Linked DNA regions of Gossypium arboreum: region 1 is linked to region 2. A link is a contact called in public Hi-C data. All regions are on one chromosome and are shown on one strand. Each heading gives the region's core, a stretch centred on a gene start, on an enhancer-like site or on the middle of the called end of the contact. The rest is flanking DNA. Distances are from core to core; before and after follow the strand shown. Region 1 has its middle 24 kb from the start of LOC108466699. Region 2 has its middle 58 kb from the start of LOC128289669.

Evidence for each region. A called contact is a pair of places that touch in the nucleus more often than the background predicts.
Region 1: a Hi-C map of leaf shows a contact between it and region 2, with 5 times the contacts expected there. The contact joins two enhancer-like sites. A contact is called at or near these places in 2 of 5 Hi-C or Micro-C datasets (both in leaf).

What each region holds. Positions count from the first base shown.
Region 1 is chr2:86,326,938-86,333,837 of ASM2569848v2, reverse strand. No RefSeq gene overlaps it. Among protein-coding and RNA genes, the nearest start is that of LOC108466699, 24 kb to the right of the region's middle. Within about 2 kb of position 5,072, at least 1 of the 2 cell types and tissues checked has an H3K27ac peak or open chromatin away from gene starts, as enhancers often do. A contact at or near this core is called in leaf, where this site is marked.
Region 2 is chr2:85,737,673-85,744,689 of ASM2569848v2, reverse strand. No RefSeq gene overlaps it. Among protein-coding and RNA genes, the nearest start is that of LOC128289669, 58 kb to the left of the region's middle. Within about 2 kb of position 2,584, at least 2 of the 2 cell types and tissues checked have an H3K27ac peak or open chromatin away from gene starts, as enhancers often do. A contact at or near this core is called in leaf, where this site is marked.

The sequences.
Region 1 (6,900 bases), core at 3,823-6,322, 590 kb before region 2:
CTATGCATATAGCAATTAATCATTCAACAATATCTTAAATTTCATTTTTTTTACTGGTTAATATACCATATTCCAGCCAGTATAAACGATATCAACCAATATACACTAATATAGTCAATACCTACCAAAATGTACGCCAGAATGGACATTAAAATTTGTTTTTCCAATTTATCACCAGAACAGAATATTTTGACTAACATGGGCCGTACTGAAATGAAATTAACTATTGAAAAAAAAAATAACATCGTTCACCTTTTGGAATTAAAATATATAAATTTTACCACATTGAAAAAAACCACCACCACTTAAAAAAGTATGAAACCCAAATATTAAATAAAATATTAAGCCTTTTATTTATATAGTATAATTTTATTAGGTATAGTTAAAACTGTCTAAAGAAAAAACCCGAATCCAATAGCCACAGCCCAAACCACTTCAGCTGTTCCGCCGGGACTTGTCTTAGTTGATAAATGAAATAAGAAACCCAAAATTTCGCCCGCATATTACTTTGGGTTTTATTTGGCCCAAAATACGGCCATGAATTGCATGAAAATTTTTTAAAAAAAGAGAGGCTTTGATGAGACGTAAGTGATTTAATCTTACAAAAGAAATTCCAAAATTAAGGAATAATAATAAAAGCATGAAAGTATTAAATAGATTTCTCCAATTAAAACAGTAATTTATATTTATAAATATTATTAGTATATATTTTCAAAAATTATAATCATAATCAATATAATTATCTATAAACTCTTCCCCCATTTAACCAAGGCTTCCTCTACACTTTTGCATTAAAAAGAAAAACTTCCATTAGTCAGGTCCTCATTAACAAAATGAAGTTGAAACTAATTGTGAACAGAGAACCCTAACACTTTCTTCACTTCATTTTCTTATCTCTAGAACGTCAACCTAACTTAGTTAGCCAAGTTGACTAAAACGTTTGAACTTGGATGAAAATGAAATATCCAGAATACATTACATGTACGGTCGGCATGTGAACCCATTGCTCCATTTCTAGAAATTTAGAAGAGTCTTCTCCACTAATCAATTTCAATTTTAATTTTCATTTTCAACCAAACCAGTGTGAAACGAAATGATGTATTACATTTTAATTAATGTTACAGTTATATTCATAGAATTATTTTAGTTTATTTTTTTAATACAAATAAAAGAGAAGTTGCTACTCGTATAATTTCAGATTTTGATTTTGATAATTACGAACCAAATGTTTGGTTTTTTTTTTTTTTCCCTCTTTCGCTTTTCTATTATTTTAAACAATCGCCAAAAACTTCCCTTTACCGAAAACATATCAAGAAAATGAGTTTTTCATGTCTTTCACATATTTTTCTCCAACAATCTACAATGGTGTTCATTCTCTTAAACATACAAAAGGCCAAAATTGTAAACTCCAACCAATTCATCCCTACAGAACCCATCTAGGTTCAAGTAGTTATAGTACCAAAATTAATAAAAGGTAACTTCTTGATTGTGAGTGGTGTGGATATGTTACTCCGCGTGTGAATAATACATTTCAGCCAAGGGAGGGATGAAAGGTTTAGATCAAGCTTTGTTTAGATTAATAGGTCAATTTAGTAGATTGAAAAACATTTAGAGGTTAAAGTTTTAGGTTTAGGTTTAGACATTCTATATTTACTTAAAGGTGAAGCATTCATTGAGATATTTATTTCATTTTCCTTTTGTCCCTACTAGTAATTAGCCATTGTTGAGTTATCAAAGCAAAGTTTCTTTTAAGGAGCTTAGAACATGAAATTGAGTAGGTAAAACACTACACAAGCCACCACTTTAATTAAAATTTCTTTACCTTATGTAGAATGTTTTCTTCTTCCAGTTCTTCTACTTTGTAAGCACTTATCTCTTATATTTTCTATTGAGATTGATGTTTGATTGCTTCTATAAGTTTATTAATAAATGAAAAAGTTTTGGTTTTCACTTTGTTCCAACTTTGATATTTGAACTATTGTAGGAACATATAATTTAGTTGATTACAAAATAAATTGTTCTAAGTTCTGTTAAAGTAAAGAATGGGACAGAATAAATTATGATAGAACAATTTTAAAATAAAGTGAAGCAAAGAGAAAAGTAAGGAGAAAATAATATGTAATATTTGTTAACGCAATTCGAATTCTTTAATATGTGAAGCCTTGCTTAGAGAATATTTTATTCCATAATTCGTCCAAATCAACTATTAGCTAAAGTCCAAACTACCCTTACACCAATGAATATTTGCAGCCCCAATATTAAACTCAAATGGTTACAAACCACTCTCCCAAAATCTCCCCACATACAAACAATAAAACTCTCTCCAATAAATACCTAAAATAGTGTCACTAATTTACCCAATTAAAATAGCAAAATACAAAAACTAAAGACACTCAACAAACTGTCCAACAATATCCCCATCGAGCTGCAGGCAATGAACAGCATGATCTGCAGCCACAAGATAAAGCTTTATCCCTTTAGTCAAATGCTGAAATTATTTGCACAAATTCTCTAATAAATAATCTCATTAATCCATCATTAAAACAACCTCATATCACTTAAAAGATAAGGATAAAGATAGTCTCTCTAAGCACTTCAAACTTCTCCTAGGCTATCAAATGGATGAGGATAATTAATTTATTTTGTAGGACAAAATTTCTTCCTCATTTGCTGCTCAACAAATTTAAATCATAAGTTATATGATTTAAAAAATCAAACATGCCAACTCAAAAATTTTAACTACACCAAGATTATTGTTTTATCTACTGTTCGACTATGAGGTGAAACATAAATTTAAAATTAATATTGTTTTATGAATAAGGATGAATTAACTTCATGAGGTTGGCATGTTTTTCATATTGAAAGAAGGCTTGACGATGCAATCTATAAGTAGCCATTAGTCCGAGACCAGTGTTTTTTACTCGGGATTTATCATTTATATACAAATGGTTGAATAAAAAAGAGTTGGTTTGTTTTTGCCTACTGTTCAAATTAGAATATCAATTTGGTAGCTTGTTAAATTCGAATTACCAATTGGTTTTTGAACATGACTTAACACAAATTTATCTAAATTAATAAAATATTTAAATTTAAGCTTCATAGATAGTAAAACATACTTATTCGGCCTTTGGACGGACATTGAAGGAGTGGTAGTTGGAATGAAAAAGAAATTATGTTGATTAGTCCTCAGTTCACATGAATTCCAACTTTAATCTTTTAAATAACCTCTACAATAATGTAGAAAAATACATAATTTGTCATTTAATTGAAACAAGGTATCTCTGCATGGATGTTATTGTTTACTTTGAGGGGGAAATTAGTTTCATTCTGTATTGAAATGGTCAATTAGCCATCATAATCATTGGTTGCTGAAATGATTGGAGGAAACTTTCTAAATTGGACATGTTGGATCATTTACAAACAAATGTATAATCCATGTAACGAATGCCCATGTTACTCAAATTGACCAAGCAGGCAAAGGATTTTATTACTCTCCAACTCCCAACCGTCTTAACATTTATATATGAATAGATAATAAATTTAAGTTGTTCCTTGGGGGGGCTTCAAATATTAGCCTAACCCCCCCCCCCCCCCCCCAAAGTCAAGGAGACAAAGAAGGTGACTATCACATGGCGTAGTTAACACATAAAACCAAAAGAAAAAAAAAATCTTTGTATTTATTAATTAATTTTTGGGGTTAGGGAACTTGCAAGAATCCTCGAAGTCATTCTTAATTTCCCCCATAAAAAACAAGCAATTCTTAATTTGTATATTACCAAAAGATAAAAAGGAACAAATTCTGATGAAGTGGGCGCCATACACCTTAATTCTTCTCCCATCACCATGTGAGCTCCGACCATTTCAAGTCACAAACGGGTAAGGATCATTTTAAATCTCAATAACAAGTGTTCATTATATTTATAGATGGCACATTGTGATACATATTCATTTATGAATATTATTTGACAGATTCTAGATTTTAAGGTATGATAAAAATAAAAATTAAGTGTTGTATATATGAAAGTTTTAAAGTTTATTTTCAGAGTTAAAATATTCAACTTGCAACGTATTAAATGATATATATATATATATATATATATATATATATATATATATATATATATATATATATATATATATATATATATATATATGGATAATTATTTTATTCATTGCTGGTAAAATTAAAAAATATTTATAAGCAGGATTGTAGAAGATTTGAATTACATTATAATTTTTGAGAGGTTAAACATAATTTTATCATATACAATATATAGCTTTATTATTTTTGTATGGAATAAAATATTTTATTTTTAAAGATAAAATGTAATGCTATCATGTATTAACTAATAGTTTCATCATATATGACTTGCCCTCTTAAATTCACTTCTAGATGAATGAATAGTTTCATCATATATGATTTGCCCTCTTGAATTTACCTCTAATTGAATGAATAGGATTAACGACCCAAAATATTTTAAGTTTATTTAGTACACATATTAAAACTTGTTAAAAGTAAATTTTATTAATCACAATACAAAGTATAGGAATTTTATAAACTTAGTCCACTTTGCATTTTATTATTGGAGATGGAGTAGAGGAAATTAGATGCTCTTTCTAATAATTTTAGATTAAATATAATCATCAATATTTTTTATGAGAGATAATTAATAAATTTATTGTTTAGGCCATTAATAAGGTAAGCAACATAATTTTCACATAATTTGAAGTGCAATTCTTTTATCAAATTAAATGTACATTTTCATCAAAATTGGTTTTGAGTATTTTAAAATTTTAAAGTTAATTAATATTTGATTGATAAAAATATATTTTATAGACAAAAACAAAAGATGGAGTATATACATGTATTGAAGAGGGTGATAGACTGTAGAGACGGATATATATTGAGGTTGAAACTATAGTTAATTTGTAAACAAATTATAAAAGAAAGCATGCAAAAGATAAGTATTGTCATGTTTTTAATGAAATGTAAATATGGGTGCAGGAAGTGGATTGCCGGTCAAATATATGGGCTACGAATTTTATAGTGTGGACGTATGAAATTATTGCTCACTATTTATTATGGTAGCTGAAATAAATATATAAATAAGAAGGCAGCGGATAACGTTGACTTTTGACTCTTGAACCCCTTCAGTCACATTCACTACAAATCATTTTTTACATTTCGAAGTATGAAAACGAGCACGTTTTTATTTTTCATAAACACCACCATGTCTTTATTAAAAACTCATTTCTATACCTATATAACATTTAATTAAATTAGCATCTTTATCATTTTCTTTCTAATTATAAATATAAAATTATTTTAAATATCTTTTATCTAAAATAACTTTCAATAGTATCTTCTCTTTATTCTTTCTTTCATTCAATTTGCGAAGTTAGAAATATCAAATGCAATAGTCTTCACATGCAATCACTTTTTAATGCTTAAGTTAAAAATGGTAAAAACACGAAAATATTAGAGTCTGTAGTAAAGACTAAGGTTGTCGGTGTTGGTCTTATCAACCCAACCATTGTTGGGTTTATAAATAGTTATTTTTATCTTCTTTTGAGTTTTAATTAGGTATGTGAGATAAACAATGTGATAAAAGAAAAAAAAGATTAAATCAAAAGAGATTAAATAAAAACATGATTTAAATTTATGGTGTTTTTACATACTTGGTTGATAAGAAAATGAGCAAAGTTGATGAGAAAAAATAAATATAATTATAAAATAAATAAATAAAAATGATAAAAATTTTAAAAAGTAAATATAAAAATATTTTTAAGTTTTTAAAATATATTTTAGAATTTTAGAATTATAACTAAAATGATAAATTTTGTAAACATTAAAGGTTAAATTTGTTGAATTAATTAGATTTAAGGTTAAATTGATAGAATATATAAATATTGGAAGACTAAATGTGTTATTAGGCCAATAAAAAAGCCTATGTTAGACTTTCGCTACTAAGTTAATAATAAGAGTGGCTAAAATATTTAATTTCGAAAAGTAGGGTGATTAAATAAAAAAGTAATAGTTTAGTGATCAGAATAGAATAAATTAAATAATTGGAAGGTTGCTCTTGTACTTTACACAAAGAGTTATTTAAAATTGGCTTCAGGGTGAAAAAAACCCTCAAAATTAAAAAAAAGAAGCCCTTTTTTTTTTTTTTTTTGCACTTGGATACTTGAACTTTTAAAAATGCATAAAAAAAATTCAATTGAGTGCAAAAAGAAAAAAACCCACGTAATTGTTTTTTTAAAAAAAAAGTTTAAGGGCTCTTTACATTAACTACTATTCACTCATTTTTTATTTGATTTGAGAAAAATAGATTGAATCACATTAACTACTATTCACTAATGTTTTGATCTGATTATTTTACTAATTAATATTTCTTTAATTAATATTATGTTTAAAGTGAGCATTTAGTATATTAGTTGTGTACGCATTTTATTCTACAAACTGTTTTAAAATTTGATATATGTACCTTTTTTTTAAATATTTATTTTTAATATTTAATTATACTAATATAAGAGATTTGTCAGTCTCTTAACTTTATTTATAAAGTTTAAAACTTCATTAATATTATATCAAATAATTTCTCTTATATAGTTATATTTACATAATTCGTATAAGACAATATCACCTTAATATATATACTTACGCTAGAATAAATTTAGAGACGTAGATACGAATTCATAATGATTTGATAACTTTTGTTGTTATTAAATCAAGACCCCATCCACTTAAGTCTCTATATATAACACTATTAATTACCTCAATTTAAAACAAAATTTAGGCCAAAGATGTTTTGCGTTTTTTGGCAAAGTTGAAGATTTGGGACTTTGATCATCTAGTTTTAGTCCTATTATCTCGTTGAATATGAGTTTAAATTTTAC
Region 2 (7,017 bases), core at 1,335-3,834:
AATAGGCAAGTCACAGTAGCGAATCTTTAAGCAGTAGGTAGACAATATTTTTCCATGACATTATTTTGATATGAACATTTCACTTGAATAATTCCAACCCTATTCATTCAACAACAGAAATTCTCTTGATATTCTCTGTGATTTGCCACATCATTTTATTTGCCATATCAATTCTTTGTTTGTTATATTTAATTTCAGTAATTCATTATTCAAGCTTCTTATTCACTCTGAGATTAGTCCTTGATATTTTGGTATAGTTAACAGAAATATCATAACGTACTCAATTTCTTATCAGTTTTCGATCCCTGTGGAAACAATATTTACTTATCACTTTATTACTTGAATGACGTGTACACTTGCACAATTGAATTAGTTATTTTACACGCAATAAATGTTATCAGAAACTCTCCATTTACTTTTGAAAAATTTTAAGAAAGCTGGATGCTCAACCCAACTTGCTAAGAACTTGAAAGGACGTCTATTGGACAAATGAGTCTCAAGCAACAAGAACAAGTATAAAGGTCTATGATCAGATATAAGACAGAGCAAATGAGTCACCATTGAGTTTGAAAAGGTGAAATTTCATGCATTATTACAAATGGCCTTGTCCAAACGTTCCACCATACCCCCTTTCGGCCAAGTGAATTGCGGTCTCTTAAAATCCAAATCATGCAACTGAGCTGACTCCATAAAATCTCCAAAAAGAGAACACATTTTCCCTACAATCTGCCCTCTTCTCTTTTCATTAGAGGAAAAAAAAGTGTTAAAGTCAACAATCGCCATCTACAGAGAATCATCCATCGGAATCGTACTATGCAAAGCCCCTATAGATGTCTTCTTTTACAACTATCAGGGCTACCATAAATAAAGGTGGTGAAAAAAGAATGTTTGAAGTTACTCCCAAAAACCTTAACAAGGAGAAATTGGGAATGACTTTTGATAATCTCAACACAAAAAGAATCCCTTAAAACAATCCAAATACCACTCGAAAACCCTATTGCTTCCACACGATTAGAATGTTGAAACCCGAGCTTCGAGATAATTGAATCGACTTTTTCACCACTATCCCTCATTTCTAAAAGGTCAATTAAATCCGGTCTGTGTTCACGGTTATATTCACGAAAAACATGGAGAAACTTTAAATTAGCACAACCTTGACAATTCCAAGATAAAATAGTAAAATTTATAAATTAAATTAAAAAATTAGAGAAATAACCGACCACTAGAGCAAAACAGATGTACGGTCATCACCATCTTGAATGCCAGACTTATCTACTGAGGAAACCATTTGATCACTGAAGAGCTTAACCATAGAATTCATGGCTTCCGGTAGTTGAACACAAGAATTATTGGCAAGTTTAAAATGACGCTCTCGTCCACAAATAGTCTTATTCAATGCCTTTTCCGGTCATCCATGTCCACTTTTAATCCCAAAACCTTACCCTTTAGAAGAAATACGAGGGCTTTCATAGGCCACTGTTCCCTCATTGGCTCTTTTAGAATTTAATTGTAGGTCACTGTTCTCTTTAAAAATCACAGCAGAAATTTAGGGTCGAATAAATTGGGAATTAAAGTTACCACGGATTCTAAAGAACCTTCGAGCATTGGATTAAAATGCAAGATAGGAGTTCCATCAAGTTTTACCTAGCCTGTTCTAGGAGTTTTGGCCTGCTCCAAACCCACCACTTTAGGTTAACAATTAAATCCTGCTCCTGCTCCAAGCCCGCATCGTTTTGTCCAAAAACTAAATCTCTTTTTTCCTCCAAGCCCGCTGCTTTCTGTCCAGCCCACCCTAGGTGTTGCTGGCCCTCCGCCTGTTCTGGCGCAGCGTCCAGGCCCCCTAGCGCTGCAGACCTCACTAATCCCTGTTTATTAATGTCTGTCCCAGGCTAGTCGGCTTCACTGACTTTTTTGGCCCATTATTGCTGCTCTGGTCCAGCGACAACTTTCCCGTGTTTTCCTTCTCCACTGACCCAGCTTTTGATCCCCTCAAAATTGCGTTTTAATTTTTTAGCAAAATCCCTCTATAGGAAATTAATTCCCAAACTTTCGGGATTCTTCACCCTCAAATGTCGTTAAATCAATTTCCAGCGCAGCAAATTTGGAAGTCGTTTGAAATTTTTTCGGGATCTTAGCTTAATGATTCCTATTCCTAGCTTGATTGTGCCATGATTTATGTTTAACAACCATCCAAGGGTCAAAGGCTTCCCCTGTCTTTGGTAGAGCAAAGCCATTCACCGCCGAATCAGAGGCTACGCGTTGACTGCTAATTGTGATCTTACCTGTCAAAGAAAAAGGGCAAACATTTTTCAAATGTCCATATCTACCACAAGAAAAACAAACCACAGGAAGAGCCTCAAACTCTACTCTTTGTATCCTGCCATTAATCAGAACGTGTGAGGTTAATGATTTCTCTAAGTTAACGAACACCGCCATCCTAGCGAACTGATCCCTCGTCTCCTACCTGTTTTAATGTCCATTTTGGCCACTTTCCTGACCAACCCTCCGGTTTCCTCTAATACTCATTTGTTGTACAGAAATCCTGGTAATCCCTAGAATCGGATCTAGGCCAGAACCACACTAGGGAAAGGCCTGAACGGATTAAAATCAACCGTCCATCGCTGAACTGTGAGATAGTGGCCAAAAACCACCCAAGGTCCTTCTGCCAAAACCATTTCGTAATCATCTTTGTCTTGAAAACGAACCAGGTAGTATTCATTTTCCACATCCATTAATCGAAAGGGCTTAGATGGTTTCTAAAGACTCGAAATTCAGTTGAAAAATACACCATATCCAATATTACGCCCCAACAATTTTACCACCACTGTGGTTTCCATGTCTTTGACCAAAATTTTCTTAATTCTATCAGAGAAATCAATGGCAGGGATACCATTAACAGTGGATCTAAGGATGTATCCATCTTCAAAATCGAAGTCTCGTCAAAAGTCTCGCTTAGATTCATGAAGGAGACCAAAGATCTAGAACCTTTTCCCCCAAGCAATTTATCCTTCCATGTAGCACCACTCACCAGGGCCATGTCCACCACCATGTTTTCTACTGGATTTTCATCAATATCGTTGAATCTTACTTTTTTGGTGTTACGGTCTTCGTTAGAACCATCGCCGTCACTCAGGGAATTACCAGACTATTATGACTCTTTTTTACCTTTTAAATTTGTATAAATTTAGCAAACTATTAAAATTATTTTCTCCTTCTTGAATTATTAAGACTCCTCACTTTTAAAAATTTATATTAAATTTATAATTTTATCAAATCAATTTATACTTTTTGATTAACACGTGTAGATATCATTTTATAAAGAACATTTTTATATAATTTTAATTTAATTTAATTATTTTATATTATTTAAGTAAGGTTATAATTAAAAATTATCTATGCAAAGAATTTACTTTCCTTTCTACACACTAATCAAACAAGAAATAAAATTTGTTTATCTTTGTTTTATTATTAATTATCCAAATATAGGATTAAATAAGAATATTACTATTGATTATTTATTAATAAATTTTATTTAAATTTAATCGGTTAAGTTAATAGAATATGATGAAAAAAATAAAAGATCTGATAAAGTATATTGATTTCTTCAAAATTTACTAATTTACGTTATTTTTGGAGAGAAAAAGGAAAACACGTTTTAGAAGGAGCGCTTTTGCTGCCACATAAGCGGAAACGCACTTTGTAGAACGTGTTTTCAGAAGAGAGAATAAAAACATTCCCGGTAGGGCGCGTTTTCCTTCCAATAGTAACTTTTCTAACGACTATAAGGACTCCAACAACCATAAAATTCCTTATATAAACCCCTCTAAACTTTATCATTTTCAACCAAATACTTAATACTCATTCTTCCATCTTATGTTATCAATCCTCAATTTTCAATCCTCAATTTTTTATCCTCATTTATTATTTTTTAATTTTTTCTCTTCGATTTTATTTTATTCGTTATAATTTTTAAAAGGCAAACCAGCTTATTCGTTTAGATAACAAGTATATTTGTGGTATTCAATTACAAATGGTAAGAAAATTTATTAAATTATCTAATTTTAAATGGTTAATTATTATGTTTTTTAGATTATTAATTTTTTATGTTTTACTCATTTCGAAGATCGGATTTTGGAGACGTACATAAACAATTTAAGTGAAGGTGCACTGGATGCCATTTAAGGACACTTGCGAGATGCATGATTTTTATACGTGGCTCGCATGCTCGGGGGACTAAATTGGATCCCCCCCACTTATTAGTGCTTTGGACAAAAGATGAAGACTGGAGATACCCACATTTCATCTTCCCTGCGGCGAATGTACAATCACACTCGAGGACATTAGTTTAAAACTCAGTCTACGATTCAATATGGAAGTTGTTACAGGGCCATTTATTAGTGTTGATTCGAGTGCAACATGCGAGCAACTACCAGGGAAGGTGCTGAACAAGTTTAGGGGTAGCTAGATCAAGATGAGATGGTTTGAGGACAACTTCCAAACTATCGAGGATTCTACTAGTGACGTTGAAGAGAACGATTTGCGTGCGCATCCATCTTGTGGTTGATTGGGGGTCTGCTAATGCCAAATAAATCTTGCAATCTGATACACTTAAGGAGGCTACTATTACTAGTCGACTTGAAAGAAGTGGGAAGAATAAGTTAGGGATTAGCAGTATGTAACACCCCTAACCTATATCCGTCACCGAAATAGGGTTACGAGGCATTGCCGAACTTATACACTAACTTTTATACAAAATCGAGTCATAAATTAACGTTCCAGATCAGATCTTTTTAAATTTCACCATAAAGTCCCTAATATGGGCCTACGGGGCCCAATACATGTTTTAGAAGTGGTTCGGGACTAAACTGGCAACTTTGGAAGTTTTTCCTTGAAGATAGAGGCACATGCCCGTGTGGCCTGGGACATGGCCGTGTGGCTAGCCCGTGGGGCTCCCATGGCCGTGTGGCCAGCCCATGGGCAAATCTGACTTGCAATTTCTTAAGCATCAGAGGGGCATACAGCCTGGGCACACACCCATGTGGCTAGGCCGTGTGGTATACTGATTTTTCACCATTTTAAAGCCATTTTCACATGTTTTTGACACACAACCGTGCTTAAAACCCGTGTCCTTCACACAGCTAAGACACACGGCCGTGTCTTTTGCCCGTGTACTATCTTGACTTCACATTTAAGGATGCAGGGGACGCACGACCTAACAACACACCTATGTGCAAGCCGTGTGTCTCACACGGTCTGGTCACACGCCCGTGTGTCAAACCGTGTGGGCTATGAATGAACTTTAAAATTCAAATTTACCAACCCTGCAACTTTAAACAACAAGCAATCTAATATTCAAAATTTCAACCAATCCAAAATATGATAAACACACTTAATACTCATTAACCATCATACCAAAGATTAATTCTTAATTTTAATAACCCTTAAACAAACTACTTTGAAATTTGCACTTAAATACCATTCAATTCAATTTAAAAAGAACTATATTATAACACACACATTACATTAATTAGCTATCTATTACATTCTTCACCAACATCACTTATAAACAAAAAAACTTCAAAAATAACCTAGGTACATGCCATTTCTCAAGATTAGATACATCATCAAGTATTTGAGTTCGGGAGTGGGCTTGGAAACTGAAACGATATCTACTCCATACCTAAACTGCTCACGGAAACAAATCGTACGCTGAGTATATACTCAGTGGTATTTGTATAAACTAATACTTAAAGCAATAAATAGTCATATACATATTTGGAGTTGAAGTTTCTATTTCCATCATCTTAAAAGTTCTTTTACTTATCTTCATCTTATAGCACTTAAATCATGTTAATCACTTTCAGTATACCTTTCATATCATTTGATAACAGTTAACATTTAGTAAAATCACTTAATTAGTAACAGTCAGTCTTTAGTGCCTTTATTTCCCTTATTAACATAACTCAGACTTAAATGGATACAAGGATCGAACCCACACACCGGGATATCATACAGTGTTTCATCGGCCGAAGCCAGAATACACCATAAGGGTAACAATACTTGATAAAGATGGCGGTACACGTAGTACGTCATCGAAAAAAATCAAACAAAGAATAAAGATACTTGATAAGAAGGCGACACTTATAGTGTCTCATTGACACAAAGTCGGAATGTCCCTTAACACTTCCAATCCTATAGCATACCAACTATATCCGACTAGCCCAACTCTGTTAATAGGGTTTCCATAATTTGATAATAAATGTACTTACCTTTATGTTCATCTAGTATACATTTTAGGGATAATAATAATTATGCATTAAGTTTAGTTTATAGAAATACAAACAGTAATTGCTCAGGTTTACTCGATATCCTCGTTTCCTTTCTTCTTTCCTTTCTTTGATAACATTTCAAGTGCTACGTTAGCTACGGAAAAATTAACATTTAATACTATCAATACATATCATTTAATAAGACACTCTTCTATTTTTCCATGTAACTTTTACATCAATTCCAATTTAGTCCTTCCACCATAACCATTCTTTCTCTTTAAATAAATCTTATATTTTCATTTAATACCTACTTTAAACAAGTTTCAACTCTTATTATTCAATATAAAAATCAATTCTACAATTTAAACAATTTAGTCCCTACTATAATAAAACTTATATCTCTCTTTACAATTTAATCATTCTCCCACTTCGGACTTGCATTTTCTATCATTTTATCTCATAATTTACTCAATAATTCAACTTAATCAACATCTAAAAATTCACTATCTTCTTAAATTTCAACATAATTCAAGTAGGGCTTTGTTCCAAGATTCCAAAAACATCAAAATTACACATCAAAATTACAAGGAAAGGGATCAAATTGACTTACCAATCAAGCTTGAAATTTTAAAACCTTAATTTTCCCTTTTCTTTTTTCTTTCTTTTTTTTTCCTTCTTTCTTTTCCTGCTCATCCGTGCATTTCTTTTTCTTTTTTTATTTCTTTTATTCATTCTTTATTAAATTAAT